Linked DNA regions of Hordeum vulgare: region 1 is linked to region 2. A link is a contact called in public Hi-C data. All regions are on one chromosome and are shown on one strand. Each heading gives the region's core, a stretch centred on a gene start, on an enhancer-like site or on the middle of the called end of the contact. The rest is flanking DNA. Distances are from core to core; before and after follow the strand shown.

Region 1 (3,232 bases), core at 716-3,215, 760 kb after region 2:
CGGCCTAGTTAAAGGATTGCTAGATCTTCCAAGCCTATACTCCTTGCCCCCGAATGCTAGAGCGCCTAATCGGCGCTCCAGGCGCCCGATCAAGAACTGGCGCCTGCAGTAGCTCAGGTTTGGGCCGGCCCAGTTACGCGAGCAACGGGCTCCCGCGCTCCTCGCTCCGCGTGGTCGCTCGCACGACATCGGTTTCATCCGTTGACTTTAAAAACCAAGGAAAATCAATAAATTTTAAAAAATTAAAAATAAATTAACAAAAAAATTGAGAGTCTAAAACGGTTCACAAAATTTGAGATAGTTCATTAAAATTTTAGAAAAGTTCATCGAATTTGAAAAAAAATCACTTATTTTGAAAAAAGTTAATCGCTTTTGAAAGAAATAAACGAATTATGAAAAAACTTCACTGATTTTGAAAAAAGTGCATCGATTTTGGAAAAAATGTCATCGTATTAGGAAAGAGTTCATTAAATTTGTAAAACAGTTCATCTGTTTTGAAAAAAAAATCATGGAATTTGAAAAGAGTTCATCAAAATTGAAAAACGGTTCATCGAATTTCAAAAAAGTTCATCAAATTTTTTAAAAAAATTAGTGATTTTGCCAAAAAGTCATTAAATTTGAAAGAATTTTATCATTTTAAAAAAGAACAAATTCAATGACATCTTTTGAAATGGTTGAACCAGGTCAAAGAAAAAAAGGAAACAACCGTTGAACCAGGTCAAAGAAATAAAAGAAAAAGACGAATGAAAGAATAAAATAGAGAAATGTTTTAACCTATTAGAACGTGCTTCGTGGTGGGATGGTTGCGTGGCCAATGCGTTAAATTTTTGCAAATGAAAACAAGAAGAAAAACCTACATGGACCGGCTCAGCGCGGAGGCGCCTGCAAATAAAAACATGAGAAAAACCCTAAATGGGCCGGCACGTGCGGAGGAGCAGCAGGCGCCCGTTTGTAAAATTGTACAGTAAAGAACGTCCGAAATCATTAGTTAGCGAATACATATTTCAACGATTACTCACACTTTCACAGGTTACGACAAGTGGCGCACTGTATGCGTGCCACTTGTTGCAACCGGAGACTTTTCCCTTTTTTCGTAGATCCGTATTTTTAAAACGTTTTATTTCCTAAACCGGTGCGTCCAAATCTCGAACCGTTTTCACTGTTGGCTTTTTCGCGTCGAGATCTTCAAAACTAGATCCCATGTTGATAGGTTTTGACGAACTTTTTTTTTCATGAAAAACCCGGACGAAAAAACCGTGCCTCACGGGATAGAAAAAACCAAACAGAAAACGCGTTTTTTTTCCTTCCCAGAGGCACTGGTCGTGCCTCTCGCGCAGGCAAAACCGTGCCTCTCACGGAAGCAAAACTGTGCCTCTCGCAAAAAAAATCCCGGAAAACGCGTTTTCCCCTTTAGGGAGCGTGCCTCTCGCGAAGGCAAAACCTTGCCTTTCACGGAAGCAAAACCGTGCCTCTCGTAAAAAAATGAAAACGCATTATTTTCCTTTTCAAAAGGCACGGCCGTGCCTCTCGCGAAGGCAAAACCGTGCCTCTTGCTGAAGCAAAACCGTGCCTTTCGCAAAAAAACAGAAAACGAGTTTTCGCGTAAAAAAACGCATTTTTTCGCGAAAAGTTACGAAAGACCAATGAAAAACCATAACACCAAAAAAAATCAGAAAAAATCATTCAAAAAGGCGAAAACGCGTGCAAAAATATACAAAAAACAAAATCCAAAGAAAACACTGAAAACGCGAAACGTGACGGCGGCTGAAAATGCGCCAAGTGGCAGCGTGCGGAAGCGATCGCTGGAAAGGTCCTGAGGGACCGCTCGCCAGTTAGTTGCTCCCACGAACGACTGTGGCGTCAAATAGGATTTGCCGTAGAATGCGGTAAACAAGGATTTCCGAGGAGTCGCACAGGAAGCGTACGAGCGATGCAATATGGGCCGGCCTGTTAATCGGCCATGAAGCACTTTGATTCTCCAATGCGTTTTTCTGATATTCCACGCCACCTAGCCACGCCTTCGCACAGCGCATGGCCCGACAGTTGCATTGGAGCGAGTACTGTAGCATGCTGCTACTGCAACAAATCGACACAGTTATAGAAATTTAAAATCTGATTATTTTTATGAACATATTTGAAAACTGGTTAAATGTGAAAAAAATTCAACTCTTGACATATATTTAAGAACCTGGACATTTTTTGAAATTTTGTACTTTTGAAAATTGGAACATATTGTGGAACTTCAAAAAACTGAAAACGTGAACATTTTTTGAAACAGGAACATTTCTTCCAAAGTTGTGAAATTTTCCACCAAAAGCATTCCAAACATTTTTTGCAAAAACACAAAATATTTTTGAAAAAGCAAACATTTTTTTTAAAGGAAATTATTTTTAAATTGACAAGCAGAATTTGAACAAGCGAATATTTTTTGTAATTTCTGATTTCCTTTTTCTTCTTCCAACTGGAACATTTTTTAAACTTAAACAAAATTGAAAAGGTGAACCTCTTTTTAAATGGGAACATTTTTTGAAAAGTTTTTCAATTTCGGAGCAGAAACATTCCTAACATTTTTTGAAAAAATAGAAACCATTTTTTGAATAAGCAAACCTTTTTTCAAAAAGGTAAATAATTTTTGAGTTTTGGACAAATTTTGTAAACAGGAACTTTTTTATAAAAATGCGATTGTTTTCTGAAAAATGAAGAATTTTAGCAATACGTGAACATTTGATGTAATTTTCCAAATATTATGGAATTTCCGAACAAATTTTGAAAAGTTGAACACTATTTAATTTGCAAACAATTTTGAAAACAAAAAATACTTTCTGAAATTCATGAACATTTTTGAATATTTTAATATATACTTTTAATTTGTGAACATGTTTTAAAAAAAAGTGAAATTTTTTTAAGTGCAAAAACGTGTTTCGAATTAGTGAATAGAATTGGAAAATAGCAACAAAATTTGGCTAATGAATTTTTTTATGGAATATGAATACTTTTAAGTTCCAGAGAATTGGTTTAAAAAATAAATAAAAATGAAATCAAATTGAAGAAACAAAAAAACAAAAAAAGAATCAGAAAGATTAGGAAAAGAAAAGAGATAGAAAAATAAAAATGGAAAACAATTAAATAAAAATTCGTGTATTTTTTGAAATACGTTTATTTTTAGAAATTCTCACACATTTTTACGAAACCCATGATTTTTTTTCTAAATATGTGAAATACGCATAAATTG
Region 2 (3,475 bases), core at 190-2,689:
TATATCAATACTTTATTAAATTTACTCCTATTTATTACTCTTGGAATTATCTATTTATTGGAACATATAATACCGCATTCTAGGAAGGTTGAGTTGAGCTTCACAAAAAAAATGGTACTGATTGCGGTCATTTAGTGTTGATTGCCATCACACTTGCATTAACTTAGATATAGATGTCCTAGTTTTCTTTCCTCCCAAACATAATCAGTATGGGCATCTAAATGTTTTTGGTTTCTTGGTATCGAAATCCTATATCCCGCTCATATTGAGAGTTAGCATGCGTCCACCTACGCGCCAATAGGATGTGTCGAGGCTCAGTAATGCTTGGCCTTAGCACTTAATGCACATATTGTGCAAACAATGCTAAAGTCGTCGCCCTCAATCGCCCTATATTTTTTTCTCCGTGCGGGTTTTCTTATAGCTAGTTTGTTGCTCTCCCAGAAAATGGTTTTATCAATTTTGTAAATTGATGAAATAATAAAATGTTCATATATTTATTAGAAAATATTGGGGATTTGATAAAGTGCTCATGGATTTAAAAAAACATGAAGTTTGAAGAACTTGGAGAATTTGGATTTGTTTGCGAATTGGAGATAAACCTGCAGAATATAAAATGTTTCATTGATTTCAAACTAGTCCATGGAATTTGAGAAATCAAAAATAATTTGCTACCCATGGTGATAGCTGCCACGTCCCCAATTTTTATCTATAATTATTTTTATAAATTATTTTGGACTATAAAAACAACTCTATAACAAAAATATCGAGACTTTGGACCACCAAGGTAAGCAAATAGGCAACTATGCCAAAAGGGAAAGCAAAAAGACTGAGAGAAGTGGAAAACGTCATTTCTACACAATGGAAAGACACCTGTGTCAAAAAGGTAATAAAAAAAGAAAAATAAAAGTGATAAAAGTTTTTTTCTGTACAACAAAAATGCACTTTTTTCAATGTCATTGAAACTCAATAGCTCATATATCAAAAAGTCCCCAAAGGGTGTGTAGATATTATCATGCATAGGAAATCGTCTCTCTTTAAAAAATAACTAATTTTGAAAAAATCATAATTTTCAGGAAACCTTGCAAATTTGCAAAAAGTTCATTGATTAGAAAATAATCATGAATTTGAAAATTGTTGACAATTTTTTATAAGTTTATAAATTTTAGAAAATAGTTAGTAATTATGAAAAACAAGTAAATAAAAGGGAAAGGGGAAAATAGAAATAAAATATAAACAAAAAGGGAAATAAAAGAACAAAAAAATGCAAAGCAAAATGAAGGTATAGAAGAAAAATATTGGTCAAATGCTTCTAGAAGCTTCACAAAACCGATGTAAGTTGATGTAAAAGGGTGTGTCTTTCCCCGTTTGGCCTATATATGTGGTGCGTTAAGCGCCAAATAGGAGTTTGCACAGAATATATGTGGGCATCTAAATGTTTTTGGTTTATTTGTTTTCAATCCATATATCCCGCTCATAACTGGTGCTAGCGTGCCTGCGCCTATGCGCCCGTGGGATGGGCCGAGGTCCAATAGGAAGAACGGCTCTTCTACGTTCTTACAATTTTCTATATGTTGTTTTCCTTGACATTTTTATTTCTTATTACATTTCAACATTCTCTTCTTTTGTTTCTATTAAGATATTCCTTAGCGTTCCTGCACTAACGCGCTAGCAATACAGGCCAGGCTCAATAAGACGAACGACCCTTCTATTTATCTACATTTTGTTACATTTCATTTTTCCATTATCCCTGTTTCTTTTTATTACATTCTCCTCTTTTTGTTCTTTTGTTTCTTAATTACAAACATTACAAAAATAGGAGATCAACATTTCTATAATGAGATACATGAACGCTTTCTCCATAATTTGAAATATTACGAAGCTATTTAGTATTTATTAAACAAATGTTTTATTTTTTTTCAAAATTCAGGAAGTCAAGGTTTTTTGTCAGGCCATGCTCCCATAGGCCCAGTACATAGCTTTCAGTTGTGCTATCCGGCCGAAGAGGTCTTTTTTGTAAATGATCAGCCCCGAGAAGAAATAAGCTTCTGGAACAAGGCCCCCACGTGAGCTTTCTTAGCCCGTTAATTAAGAGTTAGAAAATTATTAATCATGCAATAGTAAAATGTGACACTAGTATAGGGAAATGCTAATCATGTGTACAATTTTTTTTGTCACATTTAAAAAATTTCATATGTTTAAAAAATGTATGTGATATTGAAAGAATATGTTTATATATTGTAAAAATATGTTCACGTAATCCAAAAGTAATGTTTTGCACATTCAACACAAATGTACGTTACATTATAAAAAATGGTCACAAGTTCAAAAATGTGTTTGTAACCATTTATGAAATAATGTATACTCTGTCGGTATCTAAATAATTATAGTTGAGGAGAACTAAACTAATTCTCTCCAACTACAACTATTTAGATATAGAGGGAGTACAATATTAAAGATGGTGTATGTGTAATGTAAACCAATAAAAAGTGCAGGTTTAATTAAAAGAAAAATTATGGTGATTCAATAAAATATTCATGATACTTTAAAAACTGTGTGTACAATGCAAAATATGTGTCCATAGTTTAATACAATATCTATTTTATTACAAAGATGATGTGCCATTTTTAAAACGTATTCTGTTGTGTCCAAAAATTCTGTGTAAATTTACAAATATTTAAAAAACATAAAATATCTAAAATGTATCAAAGAATGTTTTACATGTCCGCTAAAAATGTACATTGTGTACTGGGAAAAGTATACATGAATTAAAAATGGATTAATCCGACAAATGAATAAAAAGAGTGGTAAAAAAACAAGACAATACGAAGAAAACAAGGAAAAAAATAACCAAAGAAAGCCACTTAATAGACAAAGTATAACAAAGAAAAAAAACAAAGGAAACCTGTGAAGAAAGAAGGAAAATACCAGGCAGAGGGAGCGAACCTACAGCTATACACGAGTGGTGCGAGTGACTGCACCAATGGATTGGCTCGATTCGCTTGTCCGTAGGCGATTGTTAAGGCCGTTCGTATTGGGAGTATCATAAGTAGTATCGTGCATGACAACTAGGCATGTTTAATGAGGTGGCATGAAATTAAATGAAAAAAAGAGGGTTGAGTATCATATTATGATAACGTATCATATTAAATGTTGTGCTACTATGTGTCATGCATGACAATAAATGAATTGTTCGATGATACTAGCACATGATAATATGCATTACAGATGTAGTATCATACACTAATATCATATGCATGATACTAGTATATGATACTCTCCATTACAATCAGCCTAATACGATCAGTACGGGGGAGAGATGACCCAGTTGCCTTGCAACTGTAAACCCTAAAGAAAAAGATTTTGGAACTTCCGAATCTAACTATATTATAGCGGCTAGGCAGGAGCTCCTCCGGTGAATAAAAGAATAAAAAAGTAACAGATCTTGCACGGGCCTGGCATTGACCGCAAGCAATTA

Evidence for each region. A called contact is a pair of places that touch in the nucleus more often than the background predicts.
Region 1: a contact with region 2 is called in a Hi-C map of leaf, with 6 times the contacts expected there. The contact joins two enhancer-like sites. A contact is called at or near these places in 2 of 6 Hi-C or Micro-C datasets (leaf and seedling).

The regions. Positions count from the first base shown.
Region 1 is chr2H:579,947,901-579,951,132 of MorexV3_pseudomolecules_assembly, forward strand. No RefSeq gene overlaps it. Among protein-coding and RNA genes, the nearest start is that of LOC123430617, 95 kb to the right of the region's middle. Within about 2 kb of position 1,966, at least 3 of the 3 cell types and tissues checked have open chromatin away from gene starts, as enhancers often do. A contact at or near this core is called in leaf, where this site is marked.
Region 2 is chr2H:579,190,377-579,193,851 of MorexV3_pseudomolecules_assembly, forward strand. No RefSeq gene overlaps it. Among protein-coding and RNA genes, the nearest start is that of LOC123430616, 19 kb to the left of the region's middle. Within about 2 kb of position 1,440, at least 1 of the 3 cell types and tissues checked has open chromatin away from gene starts, as enhancers often do. A contact at or near this core is called in leaf, where this site is marked.